Regions from separate parts of the Mus musculus genome. Here all the other regions are linked to region 5. The links are chromatin contacts, called in public Hi-C and promoter capture Hi-C maps. All regions are on one chromosome and are shown on one strand. Each heading gives the region's core, a stretch centred on a gene start, on an enhancer-like site or on the middle of the called end of the contact. The rest is flanking DNA. Distances are from core to core; before and after follow the strand shown.

Region 1 (2,700 bases), core at 166-2,665, 8.9 Mb before region 5:
TACCTGTCAGTGTGGGGGAGGGTGTGGCACAGAGCACATGATGGCCCAGAAGAACCAAGTCCCTGAACTGTAGCTGGGAGGGTGCCTGAAGCCCTGGTTTCAAGATGGCTCTCCGAAGAGCTCTAGCTGCTGCAGCCTCCTCCCCAGGGCCTGTCAGCCTTAGCAAGACCACTGTCAAGTGCAGGGCCTGTGCTGGTACCAGGAACTCAGCACAAGAAGGGGCAATCCGGACCAGATGCTCTTGGGCCTTGACCACCTCAGCCCTAAGCCCAGACTCTGTCACCATCAGTGCCACAAAATGTGTGGGCCGGGGCTGGCGAGGGGCCCTTCTGTCGTCAGGCCAAACACCTGGATCCCACACATTTCCCATCTCTTCAGCAGAAAGCCCTTTCGTTTCCATGCCCTGCGCCTGCCACTGTGGAAGCAATGTAGCTCTGGGCTCCTCTACTGAGCTGATCTTCACTCCTGAGAAGTTCATGCTTGGGTCTGGCATTTCTAACTCAGTGGTCCCATTCAGCCCGGTCTCTTTGGTTGGCCCATCCACTTCAGGTGTCTCCAGGCTGGAATCAAGCCCAGTTCTGGTCTCTTTGATTGCCCCACCCTCTTCGTGTGTCTCCAGGCCCGAATCAAGACCTGTTCCGGTCGGGTTTCCACCCGCCTCTGCAAGGGCATCCTGGGTATCCAGACCCTCTAAACCCACCCCTGTTTTCTCTGTGTCGGGAATTTCTGCCGTGACCTCTGTCCAATGCTCGTCCCCGCCGTCCAGCGCATCAAGGATAGTGGGTCCCCGACCAGCCACAGAGCCCGATCCAAAAATGAGGTCAGTACGGGAGGCACGGTCCCATACCAGGCGGCCGCGGAAGCGGAAGTAGCGTATGCGGTGCTGCGGCACTGCCAACACGCCAGGTCCGAGCGCTGCCAGCGGCTCGTCCCAGCAGAAGGCGCAGAATGGCTCTTCCTGCACTCCCAGGAAGCGGTCGGTGTAGCCCACCGAAAAGTCAGCAGGGTCCAGGCGCGGGTCCCAGCGGATGCGTCGGATGACGTCAGCAGCAGTACGCAGAGCCGGCTTCTTGGACCCAGCCTCCGGTTGCGTAACCACCGGGGACGGCGCCGGGGCCCCGGGATGTGGCTGACGGCAGCGCGCACCGAAGCGACAGCGGCCCTCTAGGAAGAAGCGGCAGACCGCGGGGGCCTCAGAGGAATCGGCCGAGGCCTCCATGGGCCTTCACGCACTAAGCGGTCTCTGTCTGCAGCGTTGATCTCCAACTGTGACGCCAGGAACCCCTCCCGCCTCAGGTGGAAGGAGGCCAAAGGACCAGGCAGGGCGTCAGAATGTAACACGGGCTCTGGAGCTCTAATTTCAAGTCCAGTTTATTTACGCGTACCGGGTTTGTAAGCCACTGGGAACCCCCTCTTGCCCCGCCTGAAATGATTTACATATGTCCAGCCCCTCAGGGAGTCTTAAAGAGCCTGGCCCCGCCCAACCAGCCAATTTATGTGTGCGTCAAGCTTCTCTCTGGACATCCAGGGAGTCACGTCTTATTCCATACAACTTCTCCCTTTGGGGACTTTAGCGAGACAGTTTAGCAAATACTTGACAAGTGCCCCACCGCTGTCAGGGCCCCAAGAAAGGCTTCTCCGCATCCGATTTACATATACTCCGCAGCCTGGGTGGGGGTAGGGCTTAGACAACCCCTCCGGCCGCCTCCAGATACTTTGCATCTGCTCAGCCTCTCGAGACCTCTAGGGAGCCTGGCAGGGCAGCAACTGATTTACCTGAACACCGCAGCTTCGTTGGGAGGAGAGGAGTGGGACTCAGCGGTCTTGGCCCCGCCCCCAACCGTCTTTAAAGTTTGTAGCCAGCTCCCATGCAATTGATTATCTTACATGCCACACCTCATAACGAATAAAGTGACTCCTGGTTCTGCCTCTGTCAAGTTATTTATAAATGTCTTTCCTGGGAGCCTCACCCCTTTACCTTGGCCTCACTCCACCTGATTGTTTTACACATGCTCCGCCCCTCATTGGTCTTATCCTGGACTCAACCATGGTGAAATGGTTTCTCCTGTGCCTCCTTGTAGAGGTCGGGTTTTACTCCTGTCACCAGCCTAACGTTTGAAATATACGACCCACCCTTTTGGAAACTATAAAAACCCTTACTCTACCTCTGGTTCGGTTAATTTAAATTGGTCTTATCCCTCTAGGGACCTAAGATAGCCCCGTCCCAAAACAAACCCAGAGACTAATTCTAATTGTTCCTCCCCTCTGAAAACCTTTGAGAATTTTGCTTCACCCCCCTCCCGATATAGGTTCGGGCAGTCCTGCACCTCTAGATGTTAAAATATCTGGACGTCTCAGGCTGAACTTTGTGCCCAGATTTGTAACGCAACAGCCTCCCGCAGGGCGACACACAGTTGGTGGGACCTGAAGCCCTTCCCACGGGAACCACACCCTCGTGGCTCCAAAGGCTCGCCAACCGCTTCCCTTTGCAGGGAAGCGCCGCCCAGTCAGAGTGCACCTGGAGGGAAGTGGATGGCCAGGCGACTGTGACTCTTTATGCCAGATAGCAGCTGTCACGGGTGTTGGACTTTATCCAGGTGGTAGTGAGGATCGGTCAAGGTTTGAGGGATGAATAGGACTGTGGTAGAGACTCCGCCTTTGGGGAGGGGCATTACATGAATACGTATTCAAACTCTTAAA
Region 2 (2,700 bases), core at 65-2,564, 8.1 Mb before region 5:
CTTTCTGAATTCTGGCTGGCTGGTTCAACTCAGCTTCTCTGGCCTAAACACCTCTCCAAAGTGACTGATTCTCTCAGCTTCTGACTGAATTGCTCTGCTTGACCTCAAACTAACTCTAGAAATCTGTTCTAATTTGGCTTCTTTTTATTCTCTGGCTCATTGTGTCTTCACCTGCAACTTGTCTCTATAAAACCATCTCTATGAAAACTACCTCTGAACTCCTCTGCATAGCCTCTCAACTCACTGATTCAACTGAACTGGTTGCCTAGAACTCAGAGATCTACATGCCTCTATCTCCTGAGTGCTGGGATTAAAGGCATGCACCACCAAACCTGGTCCTAAGCTTTTCCTTACCTGAAACTTGCTCTATTCCAGGCTGGCCTTGGACTCAAAGAGATCTGCTTGCCTCTGTCTCCTGGAATTAAAGGTGTGTACTAAGGTCATATCTGTGTTCCAGCCACAATAGCCATGTTGCTGGATTAAGACTCCTCTATGGCTTCACTGGGCAGCGAGCATCAGTACCATCAGTCTGAGCCATCTCACCAGCCCTCTAAGTTAGGGCTGGGGTGATAGCTTTGTAGTTAAGAACAACTGCTAGTTTTACAGAGGACTGGGCTTCGGTTCCTTGGGACCACACCAGACAGTTCACAACTGCCCTGTAACTCTAGCTCCAAAGGATCTGACACTCTGTTTTGGCTTCCTCAGGCACCAGGCACACATGGGGTGCACAGACATGCATGTGGGAACTCACATATACAGAGAAGGTAAAAATAAATAGATCTTAAGAAAAAGGCAGCCGGGCAGTGGTGGCGCACACCTTTAATCCCAGCACTTGGGAGGCAGAGGCAGGAGGATTTCTGAATTCGAGTCCAGCCTGGTCTACAGAGTTCCAGGACTGTCTCGGAAAAAAAAAAAAAAATTCAAGGCCAGCCCGTGCTACATGAGCCTACAAGAGCCCATTGTCTCAAAAAGTAAAAAACAAAAACAAAAAACAATTAAGACAACAAAAATAATCTATCCGAAAGTCTCAGCACAGGCTCAGAAAGCAAGCTTGGCCCCAGATACCAGCAGGCAGGGGAAAAAAAGCAGGCTTGTAGGGGCAACTCAGACTCCCGAGACCCAGGCCATCCCAGGCCATGCAGGAAGGTTGAGTGCCTCAGTTTCCTTCCCAGCACGAGGGAACAGGGTCTGCGTGTACACCACGGGCCTGAGGCTTGGACCCCCGGGATTCTGCATCTGGCGAACCCCAGCAGTGGGTGGGGCCGGGCCGGGCTTGGCGCGTTGCGTCATGACGCACGAAGGCGGCGGCGGCGGGGTTTGTGTGCGCGAGAGGCCGCCGATAAAGGTTGAGTGCCTCGCGCCGGGGGCCGTGGGGAGGGAGCGCGCCCCCGCCCCCTCCCGGGCCGCGGGTCCCGCAGCGCTGTGCCGGGCCCCGCTTCCCGTCAGCCCCCGCGGGAAGGCCCTGGGGTTCTCCTTGATCCCCCTCCCCGACCGGGGCCACAGGTGAGAGACCGGAGGGCGCGGTGGGGGAAGGGCCGGAGGGCGGAGTCGTTTGGAGAACGGCGAGCGGGAAACCGGAAGGGGTACCTTAAAGGGAAGGTCGCTATTTCGCCTCCGATATTTAATCTGTTAGGCCGGCTCCGCCCTCTTAAAGGGGTAAGGACAGTGTGTTTAGCTGCATTTTTGCAAAGCTTCCTGCCCTTTCCCTTCTCCCCTTTCTCCTAAAAGGGGGTTATTTCCTTAAAAGCGGGTGATAGTTTCCCAAACATTGAAGGAAAAGTTTCATAATTCTGCTGGTCCCTAGACTATCTGAACAAAGAGATCTTTTTTCCCTCCCAGATAAAACCTCATGTAGCTTAGGATGCCGTCAGACTCACTGTATAGCTGACAATGACCTTAAATTTACGATCCTGCTGCCTTCATCTGCGCGCTGGGATTACAGGCCTGCCTGTGCCACCACGCCCAGTTCTATGGTGTACTGTGACAAGAACCCAGAGCTTTGTGCATGCCAGTCATTAACCCTTAATAACCGAGCTACATCCCAAACCCCAAGAGCTTCCTCGTAAAGCCCAGACGCTTAAAGGGCACTCTCACTGCTAAGATGGGTCCCTGTTCCGTTGGGCCTCTTGTGTTAAAAGATATGGCCTCAGAGGCACAGACAGTTTCTGAACCTCATTTGTCACCTACACGCCAAAAGGAACAACAGCCCTTTAAAAAAACAATCCTTCATAGCCTATTGCCCTTTGAAAAAGAAATCCTTTATAACCTGTCAAAAGGGGGTGCCTCCCTCTCTTCACTCAGACTGTCTTTACTGAGCATGCTCTCTCCTGATGTTTTGGTGGGTGATGGATGCATCAGAGAACGATCGATCGAACGAAGCAGAGGTTCTCTGTTTGGATGATGTGAACATTGACAGAGTAGAACAAGCAGTAAGAGACTTATATGTTGATGGGACTGTCCTGGGGTACTGTCACTGCAGTACTGACTTCAGGATTTACTAGGGAAGGGTCAAGCTGGCACTGTGTTTTGTTACCAGTGGCATCCATCCTATTGAGTCAGGAATCCTGATGAACACCCATCCATTTATTAGACAGCCCCTCTGACAAAGAATGACCTGTCTCCAAATCTCTGTGCTGGTGAGGTTGAGAAGTCCTGGCTAGGGTGGTGGTGATGCACGCCTTTGAGCCCAGCACTCAGGAG
Region 3 (2,700 bases), core at 107-2,606, 8.0 Mb before region 5:
ATCCTTACTTACATTTTGGGAGACATTTTAGTTTATGCTATCTGGAACAAAGACCTTGACTGGGTAATGGGAAAGTCTGCCGTTTTCCTCTGGGAGTTAGGCCTACTTCAGTTTCCCCAAACCTGCCATTTATTTATTTATTTATTTAGATAAGGTTGTAATGTAGTTCAGGGTGACATTGGATTTATGATCTTGCCTCCACTTCCAGAATACTGAAACTCTGGGCTTTGTGCATGCTAGGCACCTTACACACTGCGCAACATTCCTAGCATCTTTGGGAAAAAGGTTCTGAACACTACCCCTTCCCCACCCAAACTACAATCCACATTAATATACTTAAAAAAATAGCATCTTAGAGCATAAGCACAGCTTTATACAGTTCACCTGGCTTTATACAATTCTCTGTGGTTTGAAATACTGATCTAGGGCAGGTGGTTCCCCCTGGACTTGCTGACCCAGGATGCAGTTTATTTGTAAAAATGAACTGCTTAGTCTTGGTTGACACATTCAGTCTTCCTCTGCAAGGATGGTTTAAGTCATGCCTCTTAGGGCTTCAGAACCCCAAAGAGGATGCTGCTTGTGAACCGGAGAGGCAGTGTAGGTCTAATAAACATGTCTTCGCTGCTCCTTTCCTCTGATTGTGTGTGTGTATGTGCCCTATGCAGATAGCCTCTTTACACGACTTCTTTTGGGGCGGAAGGGAGAGGGGGAGTGTCTTAAAGGCTGTGCATCTACACCGACTGACTTCAAATAATATCAACAGCGCTTGGATCTTAAGCTCCAAGAGTGGTCCGGTTCTGGGCTGAGCCTTTGGTATGTCACACAACTACATCCTCTCAAAGGCTTTTAAGAGTAACTTCCCACTGAACAGGTGAGTAAACTGAGGCCATGGAGGAATGAGGAGCAAGGACTGGAGTGTAGCTGTTCCACAGGTGGCTCCAGTGTGGGCTATTCCTGACCCACACTTTGCGGAGAAGTAACCACCACACAACCCATTCTCACATCCTGGTCCTCTTATTCCTTTAATCCTTTTCGTGGATGGGGGTGGGTGGAGGTTATGGTAGGTTGGAGCGGCTAAGACTAAAGGTATGCATGTATTAATCAGCTACTTAGGGATCATTAAAGGAGACTCAAATTTCACTTCAATTTTCCTTACTGCCTCATACCTTCTGACTTTTCTCGGCCCACTGGTCACATAGCCACTCACCCGGAGGACCCCCGGAACCGCATCAGCTGTGCAGGATGAGAATTTCATGAGGATCCCTGCCTAGGCTTTGGGAAAGGAGGGGGGGGGGGTTGTGTGTGGGGTGGGGGTTGGAGGGGTGTTGCAAGGGGCTATCGCGCAAGTGCGGTCCCGACCTCCGCGCAAACGGCGGGCCTCACCTGGGCTCCAGGAAGAGGCGCCCCAGGCTCGGCAGGCCTGATTCGGTTAGTGCCCACGTCTCCGCGCTCCGCCATCCAGTTCTCCCCCTCCTCTGCCGCTACGCCCGCTTACTGGTGGGTGGGCGCTTCTCTCCGCGACACTTTGCAGACGCTCCCCTGCGCTGGGCATGGGCGCCGCCACTGCCGTCGGTCCCGGGGCTGGAGTCCGTGCGCGGGTGGGTGAGAGCGGGGCCTCGGCCCCTTGTACCCTGAGCACCCAAAGGCGGGGAACGGTGCCCACGGTCGACACCCCCATGCCGGTTGCCCATTCTGGGACCCTTCGCCACGGTCGCCCCCTCCCACTTGTGGGACAAAGGGTGGGGGCGCATCCCCACGCGTGACCTCCCACGCACTGCGCACGCGCCCAGCTCCCACTTCGGGGAGGGGCTTTACTCGCCCACGCGAGTGCGGGAGGAATGGGCGGCTGGGACAGGGGAACGCTTGCAGGATGGACCCCCTACCCCAAGAATGGAAGTTAGGGGTGGTTGTTTCTCCATTTATGGCATTGGGTTCGGAGATGGGCCATGATGAAGGGCTTTCTCATTCAGGCCAGGTCTCCCTGTGGTGTTGACCCCACGAGGAACCAAAGAATTTAAGGGCCGAGCCCCTTCACAACCAAGATTCCTCTCGCTGAGCCCCCTCGCTCTGGGTACATACTTTGGAAGCCTCTGACTCTGTCCAGAAGTATGGGTCCTTTCCTCCCTCAGACTGGTGATCCTTCCTTACTCCGGAGGGACAGGTATTCCACCTCTCCAGGGACTGCCGACTTTTGGTGACCTGCTTCTGTCCAGTGCCCCCAAGGGCTCAGTTGCTGGGTCTGCAGGAAGCCTCCTCGATATGAATGACAGAAACAACCGTTGGCGGACAAGTGAGGCACCTGGGGACCCTTTCTTTTCCCATCCTTGGTCTGACATTCTGGTTCCCTCTGTCCATGGGACAGCAATGGTTGGGGGTGGTCTATAAGGTTCAGGCCACTTCTGGGGTGACCTCTGCTGACCTCTCTGCAGTGAAGGACGAAGAGACCTTTGAGATCTCCATTCCCTTTGAAGAGGCACCCCACTTAGACTCACAAATCTTATACCGTCTGAGTCCGTCTCGGAGAAATGTTGAGGGTGAGCTGAGAAAGGGCATTGGAGGGACTGGAGTCAGGTGGGGTACTGCCTCACCCTGGGGCATGACCTCCGTCCCTGCTGTTCTTAGAGCCTCCAGAGGGCGCCTCCCCAACCCTGGCCCTGATGAGCAGTGTTAAGGCCCAGCTGCACATGGCACTGGAGAGGA
Region 4 (2,700 bases), core at 141-2,640, 5.9 Mb before region 5:
GTTTTAGAATGTATAGGTTTATCTATATACAATTGGGAGGCAGGTGGTGGTGGCTTTCATCTTTAATCCTATACAGAAAAAGCCTGTCTCAAAAAACCAAAAAAGATGTCAGGCAGTGGTGGCACGCTCCTTTAATGCCAGAACTAGGGAGGCAGAGACAGGTAGATCTTTGAGTTCAGGGCTAGGCTGATTTACAGAGAGAGTTCCAGGACAGTCAGGGCTACACAGAGAAACCCTGTCTCTATAAAAAGCCAAGGGGAAAATGAAAAAAAAAAGTTATTGGGTAAGCATGGTGTGCATCCCTTTAACTGCAACACTTGGAAGGCAAAGGAAGGCAGATCTCGGAGACTGAGGCAAGCACTGGCTACATAGGCCAGCCAGACCTGAGTTCCAGGGGGAAAAGTAGTTAACACAGCAGACTTTAGTTAAATGCTGAATGTTTTCACATAAGTAAGTAAGTAAGTAAGTAAATGAATGAATGAATAATAAAAGGGAAAGAAAGTACTACTTTAAAGTCAAACAAGCAGGAAGTGGGAGGTCCTGCCTTTAATCCAATCACTCTAAAGGATTGCAAGTTTGATTCTAGCCTCGTTTACATAGCCTCGTTTACATATGTCTCAAAAAAATTCAGATATTTGAAGACTAATCTCTCCCTCTATGGTCTACAACCCTAACTGCTGCATTAGTCCACAGCATTTACCTAAGGATTCATAGATCTCTGTCTCCATCCACATAACTTCATCCTTGCTCAATATTCCCCCGGAGATGCTTGGGAAAGTTTGAATAGATCAAGTTTCACCTCTGTTCAAATCTTCCATGGCTACCAGTCTCTCTATAAACAAAAGTCAGGTCCTTAGGGGTACTGGGCCCTTTTTCCCTCATCTAAAACGCCAGTAGAGGTCACCCCAGGGCTCTGTCTCCGAGCTCAGGCCCGCCCACAAGCCTTGGGAGGTACAGTCCAACAGGCACTGTGAGTCAGAGGGGATGGCTCTAGCGATCTAGCACACAGATGTCAAAAAACATTATTTCGTTCATCCGTACCCTACAGTCGGGGACATGAACGTCTGCCCTGTTGGCTCCTGACCCAGATCTCAGTGCTCTAGAACTCAGGTAGGTGGGCGATCACTAGGCACTCACCTGGGGCAGGGCTCCACCCGCAGCCTCCACAATCACCATCGGGCTCCAGAGGATGGTGGGGCCCTGGGAAGTCGCCATCCGCACTCGAAGCCTGGATCAGATCACACGAGCTGTCGCAAACCTCAGATCCGTCTCTGTGACGGGGGACAAACGCTTTTAACGTGCCGGCTTTCCTGCCATGGCCAAAGCAGATGACACCAGTTTTCTGTGAGCCATACTGACGGGTCCAGGAAGTTACAAAGAACCTCCAGCACGCAAAGCCAAAAGTCCCGCCCAACGGTTCTCGCCGTCGCTGAAATGCCCATTTTCATTGGCTGAGTTTCATGCAATGTTTTCTGGGCAATGTAGTTCATGCAGGAGCAAATTTCTGCGATCCGGACACAACTGCCCTGCTTGACAAGACCAAGTTTCAGTGGATTTCTTGGCACTGGCGTGGAGACTATTTTCTCCACACCGTTTTCTACCTTAGGTGAGTTAGATGTGGATTAGAAATAGTAGAGGCTGAGTCACAAGGTCAGGCTTGCTGGAACTCTTAAATTACAGAACTGCAGGCAGAGGCAGGTAGATTTCTGTGTTTTCGAAGCTGTCATAGTGTGTTCCAGGCCAGACAGGGCTACATAGTGAAACCTTGTTTTATTTGATGTCTAGAAATACAGGAGACGGGCAAAGTTGAATTTTGCATTTGAGACATTTGCCTTGTGTGAAATGATACTCGCCAGGTTCGTGGGCTAATAAATACAGAAATGGTGACCATGGAAGAGGGGAAAAGGACATGTTTGGATTGGATTCAAAGATTCCTTCACCACAGGACTCTAGATTCAGACACTTCTCACACCACTATGGAGTCGTCAGGATTAATGCTTCTATTGTGCTAAGAGAAAATTAAAGGAACATTTAGGAACATTTAGGAAGCTTTGCTGTACTCCCCCCCCCCCCCAAGACTGCTCTGGAAAATGCGAACACGGGCGTATCTGTAATCATGACAGTGTCCGCAGAAGTCCTGTTAATTTCATGCATATCGCTTCTCCACTTTCCCCTTCTGCAACTGTCCCGGTTTCCCATGGTCCACATTGTCTGAACTACAATACCCAGAAGAGATGGCTCATACACCTTTAATTCCAGCACTTGAGAGGCAGAGACAAATGGATCTTGGAGTTCAAGGCTAACTTTCTCTACAGAGCAATTTCCAGTAATACACAAGAAACCCTTTTACTAAAAGAAAAACAAGGTTGGAAGGTAGGAGCGGAGATAGGTTTTGTCTTCTGACATCTGGACAAGTCTGAAATCTGCTGCCTTAGTGTGACTGATTCTAAGCCTTAAGTAGGAATGCCTCTATTCATGAGCCTCTCAGGTCAGCTGGGTCAGCTGGGCTGCAAACTCTTGATGCAGATGAGATGGTACATGGTCCCCGGTCTACTGATGTTACAGAACCCTGGGGTCTGGATAATGAGCCCAGGCACAGGGCTGATGTCCCTGATAGCAATCCAGTCCTAGAAGGTTGTTTTTATTGTTTTTATTTTTACTCTCCTGAAGATTGTATTTCCTTTCTGTGCCAGTACTACT
Region 5 (2,700 bases), core at 137-2,636:
AGTCAGGACAATCTGAGGGAGTTGGTTCTTTCCTTGTACTTTGGGGTCTTGGTGATTAAACTCATGTGGTCAGGCTTGGTGGCAAGTGTTCCTGAGCCGTCTCACAGGCCTCCATCACCGCTCTTTCCCACCCCTTGCCGTGGTTCTGGTGTGGTGGGGATACAGCTTCGTACAGCCTAGGCAAGCAAGCGGTCTGCCACCCATTCAAATTCCCAGGCCCCATCACTTATTTACTTTGCCCTTGTGTCTCTGGTACCCTAAAGTCTGCTCCCGGGGTTGAGGTAGGCGTGGTTCACAGGCACCCTATCCTGGTGAGTCCAGTCCCAGCAGTCCGTGAAAATACTCCGCAAATATTTCTACGGGGAGCCCGCACTCCCCCCGCCCCCCAACCCCGTGCTTGCTTTGCCAGCTTCCAGATCATACCCTCCTTTCTTGAGGTAGGAAGTGAGAGTCCAGAGGCTGGGTCTGGTGGGGGCGTGGCCCGCCGAAGGGTGAGCGCTGAACTGCCGAGGAAGGAACAAAGGCTGGGGCGGGGCAAAGCCTTGGGCCCCCAGCCTGATTGGGAACAAAGGCCACACCCGGGACAGTGGCGGGATACTCCTCGTCTCTCCGCTGCCACGTGGGTGAACACCTGGTTCCGCGCGGAAGGGGTAGCCTCTTGCCGTTGAGAGCCTTGGAACTGCTTGCGGGCAACAACTCACTGTAGCCCAGATCCAGACTGGCGAACGGATTGCCAGTGCACTGCAAGGCTGCAGAGGCATCCACTCTCAGCACGGCAGTGTTTGGGAAGGGGGACAGGTTGCCTTTTCACATTGATCCTGCTTCTGAGATGAAACGCTTAGCCGCACTTGATCCTGCTATCCTCTACCTTAGATCAGATTCTTCAACCTAGGTCCAGCTCCTCAGTCAAGATTCCTCCCCAGGTCTTATTTCTCCCTCAGATAAGATTTATCAATCAGATCCAACTTTAATTCCTTAGCGTTAAATGTTCAGTTCTCCTAACACACACACAAAAAAAAAGAAAAAAGAAATCACACTAAAATCAGTATAGCAGAGGACTAACACAGAAGGGGCTTTCGAAGGACTGGGCAGAGTTTTACAGAATGGCTTCGCAGTATCTCTCTGTGATCTGCGGTTTGACTTGGACAACTTTCTGCTTCCCGAGTTTAACAATAAGAAAGTTTGGGTTAAGACCGCCTCCACGTTCGGCGGGAACTTCCTGGCAAAGACCCCCTCACCCCCTCCACCTGGGCTCCGGCGCTTTGCTCTGCCGTGGCCCCGCCCACCCTGTATTGTCCCGCCCCTCTTCCCCGACTATAGGCCAGGCTGCCGCTGCAGACGTCGCCACGCCTGCTGAGGAGGCGGGGCCTAAGGTTCGGCTCTGCAGGACCTGCGCGCTCAAGCACGCGGGTTGCCAGCCTGGGTGCACCGTGCGGTGGGCATGGGAGACGTCAAGCACGCACTCTGCGGGTGAATTCCTCACCAGCAGCATTGCTACTCTGGATCTAGAGGGGCGGCAGCGAGTGGAAGGGAGGGCCCTGGCGCGTGCGTAATCTGCGCCCCGCCCCCAGGCTGCGGTGCCCAACGCGCGTGCGCGGCGTCGTCGGCGCCAGATATTTCTGTCCCGCCTCCAGGCCGCGGCTCTTTCTGCGAGCGGCGCGCGGTCAGGCGGTTGTTCGCAAGTCTTGCGGCGCGAGTGTCTCAGAAGCGAGGGAGGAGGCGGCGCTGGTGGCGGCGCCGTCGTCTGTACAGAGGCCCGCAGCCAGCGGCTTGGCCGCATCTCGACAGCGCCTGGGGCGCGGCGGGCGTCGGCCCAGGAGACGCGTGGCGGCGCTCGGCCTCGCGGCATCGGCGGCTGCCTGGCCGTTGGCGGCGAGCGCACTTGCGCCTGCGCAGCGGGCTCCGTGCCCCTCCTCCCCTGGGCGGCCCCCCCACCCCCCCGGCGGCGTGTGAATGGCGGCCTCGGCGGCAGCGACTGCAGCGGCCTCGGCCGCGACGGCCGCCTCGGCGGCCTCTGGTAGCCCAGGGTCGGGCGAGGGCTCGGCGGGCGGTGAGAAGCGTCCGGCTGCTTCCTCAGCCGCGGCGGCCTCTGCAGCCGCGTCGTCCCCTGCGGGGGGCGGTGGCGAGGCGCAGGAGCTTCTGGAGCACTGCGGCGTGTGTCGCGAGCGCCTGCGGCCCGAGCGGGATCCTCGGCTGCTGCCCTGTCTACATTCGGCCTGCAGTGCCTGCCTGGGCCCCGCTACACCCGCCGCAGCGAATAATTCGGGGGATGGCGGCTCGGCGGGCGACGGCGCTAGTGAGTACTGGGTGGCCAGGTGCCCCTCCCCCTCCTCGCAGCCCGTGCTCGGGACTGCGCCTGTGCGAGAGTATGGGGGCCCGGGTAGGGTTAAGTAGGCCTGCTGGTTTAAGAGGGGGCGGGGAACGGGTCCTGGCCTCTGCCAATGCCCGTTACCAGGTCTGGACACCGAGGTGCAGAATGTGATGGGAGATGTCAAGAAATCAGAGGGTGTGCATGCATTCCCATTTTTATCTTGGCAGTGGTGGATTGTCCAGTGTGCAAACAGCAGTGCTACTCCAAAGACATCGTGGAGAATTATTTTATGCGTGATAGTGGCAGTAAGGCCTCTTCTGATTCCCAGGATGCTAACCAGGTATGTCCTGTGGGAAATCTTGGGGAAGAGGGAAGCGTGACCTTTTCCA
Region 6 (2,700 bases), core at 97-2,596, 9.4 Mb before region 5:
AAATGTTCTTAACTGCTGAGCCATCTTTCCAGCCGAAGAATATGCCTTTTTATAAGCCATTTTTTCTCTCTTGCTTCATGCCATTCTGATGCGGTGAAATGCACGTGCACGTTCTCTTCAAGTGTGGATTTATCTTCTTTTCCTCCACATAGTAGGCAGAGATAGATCGAGTTTCCCCAATTCATGAAAACGTGGTGCTCACGTTTGCAACCTAGTCAGCAAAGGGCTATGGAGTGCTTCATGGGTACTAAACAACGAGAAATCCAGAGAGTGAGACTCAAGTATGTGTAAAAACGGCAGGAATCAAACAAAATTAAACCAGAGGCTCACCTAAGCACTCGGCAAGGGTGGTCGGAGAAGTTTACTCCTTAAGAAGCATAGCAGAACTCTAGTGAGTAGTCATTACAGATGTAACCGAGGTAGGGCAAAGCGCAGTTTCCTCTACAGCTGGAGTCCTTGCAACTCCAGGGAAGGTCCCAGTCTGCTAACTTAACCAGAGAAACGTCAGTCCCACGCCTTGTGTTTCTCAGTCGCTTCTGCAATGTTCCTGATTCCTTCTTTCTTTCTTTCATCCTTTAGAAAGCACTGAGTTTTAGAGATATACCAAGCAAACGCGCTTGGGGAATAACTACGAGGATCAGATAACAGCCTAGACAGGCAAAGGAAGGATGCTCCGACAACCACACCTGTCGGCAGGTTAATAGCTACCCTATTGGCTAACCGAGGGAAGGGGCGGGGTGTTTGTCTAGCTCCTCCCCTTAGGGCTGGCGGCTCTTTTGATTGGTAGATGACTTGGGTTTACTATCCCCAACCCTCTGGCACCTCTCCGTCTCCCACTAGATAAGCTTCCTTTAACACTCACACGCTATGCTTTTTGTCGTTTTCCTCTACCCACATTCATAGCTAACCAATGAGTTCAGGGTAGAATACACCTCGCAACCAATTACAGCTGCCTTTAAACTTGACGAGTAACTTCCCGCCCCTCACCCTGACTCCTCCCCGCTGCCAATTGATTTAGGGTAAGGGGGCGGACACATCCAATCAGCACGACACAGGCTTCCTGATTGACACCCAGGTCCTCGCGCTGGCGTGTTGTGCTCCGAGGAGGGGAGGAGGAGGAGGAGCTGGGAAGAAATACCCGAGCCAATCCAAGCAAGCTGAGCGGGAGGCCAATCGAACGCCGCGCCTTGCCGAGATCAGCCAATCATAATGAAGAGGTTGGCCTCATTCTCGCTAGGAACCAATGGGGCGCGCCTAACGGCGCAGAGCGACGTACTGCGGGAGCAATGACGGACCTATATTCGGGGCTCGGGGGCGGGCCGGCGCCAGAGAGGAGAAGAGAGGAGGGGAGGCCTCCGCCGCCGCCATCTTGGACCGGGCCCGTTCAGCTTCCGTGGAGCCGTCGGCAGCCGCTGCCGGGCCTTTCCTTGATCCCTGAATCCCCTACTCGGTCGTCTAGAACAATCCCGGGCCCACTTCCTCTATCAACAACCCAACCCTACTTCCGGCTTTCGCGCCCTCTTATCGCGATAGCGCCCGGGCTCGGGGCGCGAGGAAAGAGGAAAAAAAAAAAAAAAAAAGGCGGCGGGCGGGCGCTCGCCTCTCTCTCCCCCCTCCTCGCCTGTCGCGATACGCTCCGCAGCGGCGGCGCCAGCTCCTGCGGTGAGCGTCAGGTTCGACTGGGCCGGACCCCTTTCCCTCTTCCCTCAGCTCCATCGGCCGACTTCTTGCTCCGCGACCCTGCTGCCTGTCGCGACACGGCCTCAGCTCCCGCCGGGCCCAAGCCGCGCGCTCGGGCCCAGCTTCGGCTCGGGCGGGCGGGGACCCTCTCCTCTCTCTGTCCTCCCGCGTCCGGACTCCCGCGTGGCAGAGCGCCGGCCCCGGGTGCGAGGTGCCCGTCCTCCTCCGCGTCTGGCTGGGCTTGGAGCGGTGGGCGCGCTGCGGGCCGCGGAGGGGTCTTTCTGCTCTGGGCGCGGGGCCCACTCCTGCAGTCATGCCTTCCCCGGGAGCTCCATTCGGGAGCGTTGCCTCAGTGCACCCGAAAGCTCCAGCTTGTTGGTGTCTTGATAGGGGGAAGCCTCTTTGGAAGAGATGGATCTTGTGGAGGAAAAAGTCCCCAAGACCCGAGGGTGCAGTTAACGTTGTGAGTTGGAGCCTAAGCCAAAGTTTCCACCTAGTCCTTACAGCTCTAGCAGTGAAGTCTCCTAGAGGTCCCTTTCCACCAATCTTCTTTTTAAGGAAGCATGGGGTTTGTGAGTGTGTGTGTGTGTGTGTGTGTGTGTGTGTGTGTGTTTTGTTTTAACACTCCCTCCCCAAACCTTGGATTCAGGACTGTACCGTATTGCTCACTTCCTGGCTTCACATCTTTTGCATCTTTGAGGTGGGGTATCAGTGGACTCTAGCTTTGGGGATGCAGGCTCCACTACGATGCACGGTCTGCCTCGGTGGGTGAAGCTTCCTAAGTGGTTAGGTATTGCTGTGTGTGGTGAGGACCGCTTAGCTTTTCTTTCTAGATCTGGGTCGGTGGAATGCGAGCTCCCATGCTTTCAGTTGTTGGTGCTCTTCTGTTGGGACAGTTGAAGCACTTCTAAACAGCTGTATCTCGGTTCCGGGACTGTCATCCCTCTTAGGATTAGCTTTCTGTTCTTTTGGCTAGGGGCTTCCTCACCGTCTCCCTTCCCCGGTCATCACCTGGACTGC

The links. Promoter capture Hi-C pulls out the DNA fragments that hold promoters and counts their contacts. Hi-C and Micro-C count contacts between places; a contact is called where the count stands out from the background.
Region 1: a Hi-C map of uterus shows a contact between it and region 5, with 4 times the contacts expected there. The contact joins the promoter of Leng9 here to the promoter of Trim28 in region 5. A contact is called at or near these places in 5 of 39 promoter capture datasets (cranial neural crest, frontonasal cranial neural crest, hippocampal neurons and 2 more) and 5 of 484 Hi-C or Micro-C datasets (CD4 T cells, CD8 T cells, cortical neurons and 2 more).
Region 2: a promoter capture Hi-C map of cranial neural crest shows a contact between it and region 5. The contact joins the promoter of Zfp628 here to the promoter of Trim28 in region 5. A contact is called at or near these places in 3 of 39 promoter capture datasets (cranial neural crest, frontonasal cranial neural crest and maxillary cranial neural crest) and 1 of 484 Hi-C or Micro-C datasets (B cells).
Region 3: a contact with region 5 is called in a promoter capture Hi-C map of second pharyngeal arch cranial neural crest. The contact joins the promoter of Ccdc106 here to the promoter of Trim28 in region 5. A contact is called at or near these places in 3 of 39 promoter capture datasets (cranial neural crest, frontonasal cranial neural crest and second pharyngeal arch cranial neural crest) and 8 of 484 Hi-C or Micro-C datasets (B cells, CD4 T cells, Th1 cells and 5 more).
Region 4: a contact with region 5 is called in a promoter capture Hi-C map of pre-B cells. The contact joins the promoter of Zfp954 here to the promoter of Trim28 in region 5. A contact is called at or near these places in 3 of 39 promoter capture datasets (cranial neural crest, frontonasal cranial neural crest and pre-B cells).
Region 6: a promoter capture Hi-C map of cranial neural crest shows a contact between it and region 5. The contact joins the promoter of Cnot3 here to the promoter of Trim28 in region 5. A contact is called at or near these places in 3 of 39 promoter capture datasets (cranial neural crest, frontonasal cranial neural crest and maxillary cranial neural crest) and 1 of 484 Hi-C or Micro-C datasets (B cells).

What each region holds. Positions count from the first base shown.
Region 1 is chr7:4,148,457-4,151,156 of GRCm38.p6, forward strand. Leng9 (leukocyte receptor cluster (LRC) member 9) reads right to left here and starts at 1,416. Exons shown (of 1, transcript NM_175529.3): 1 at 1-1,416. The coding sequence starts at 1,219.
Region 2 is chr7:4,913,903-4,916,602 of GRCm38.p6, forward strand. Zfp628 (zinc finger protein 628) reads left to right here and starts at 1,315. Exons shown (of 3, transcript NM_170759.2): 1 at 1,315-1,503.
Region 3 is chr7:5,055,370-5,058,069 of GRCm38.p6, forward strand. Ccdc106 (coiled-coil domain containing 106) reads left to right here and starts at 1,357. Exons shown (of 5, transcript NM_146178.2): 1 at 1,357-2,290; 2 at 2,430-2,534; 3 at 2,623-2,700. The coding sequence starts at 2,260. Gm15510 (predicted gene 15510) reads right to left here and starts at 1,747. Exons shown (of 4, transcript NR_166619.1): 1 at 1,384-1,747.
Region 4 is chr7:7,120,086-7,122,785 of GRCm38.p6, forward strand. Zfp954 (zinc finger protein 954) reads right to left here and starts at 1,391. Exons shown (of 5, transcript NM_172738.3): 1 at 1,138-1,391. The coding sequence starts at 1,215.
Region 5 is chr7:13,022,766-13,025,465 of GRCm38.p6, forward strand. It overlaps Trim28 (tripartite motif-containing 28), which reads left to right and starts at 1,387. Exons shown (of 17, transcript NM_011588.3): 1 at 1,387-2,296; 2 at 2,539-2,651. The coding sequence starts at 1,954. Gm31649 reads right to left here and starts at 1,824. Exons shown (of 1, transcript XM_006540453.4): 1 at 943-1,824. The coding sequence starts at 1,780. The coding sequence ends at 1,235.
Region 6 is chr7:3,643,923-3,646,622 of GRCm38.p6, forward strand. It overlaps Cnot3 (CCR4-NOT transcription complex, subunit 3), which reads left to right and starts at 1,347. Exons shown (of 18, transcript NM_146176.3): 1 at 1,347-1,662. Gm15927 (a long non-coding RNA gene) reads right to left here and starts at 423. Exons shown (of 6, transcript XR_003946711.1): 1 at 331-423; 2 at 1-247.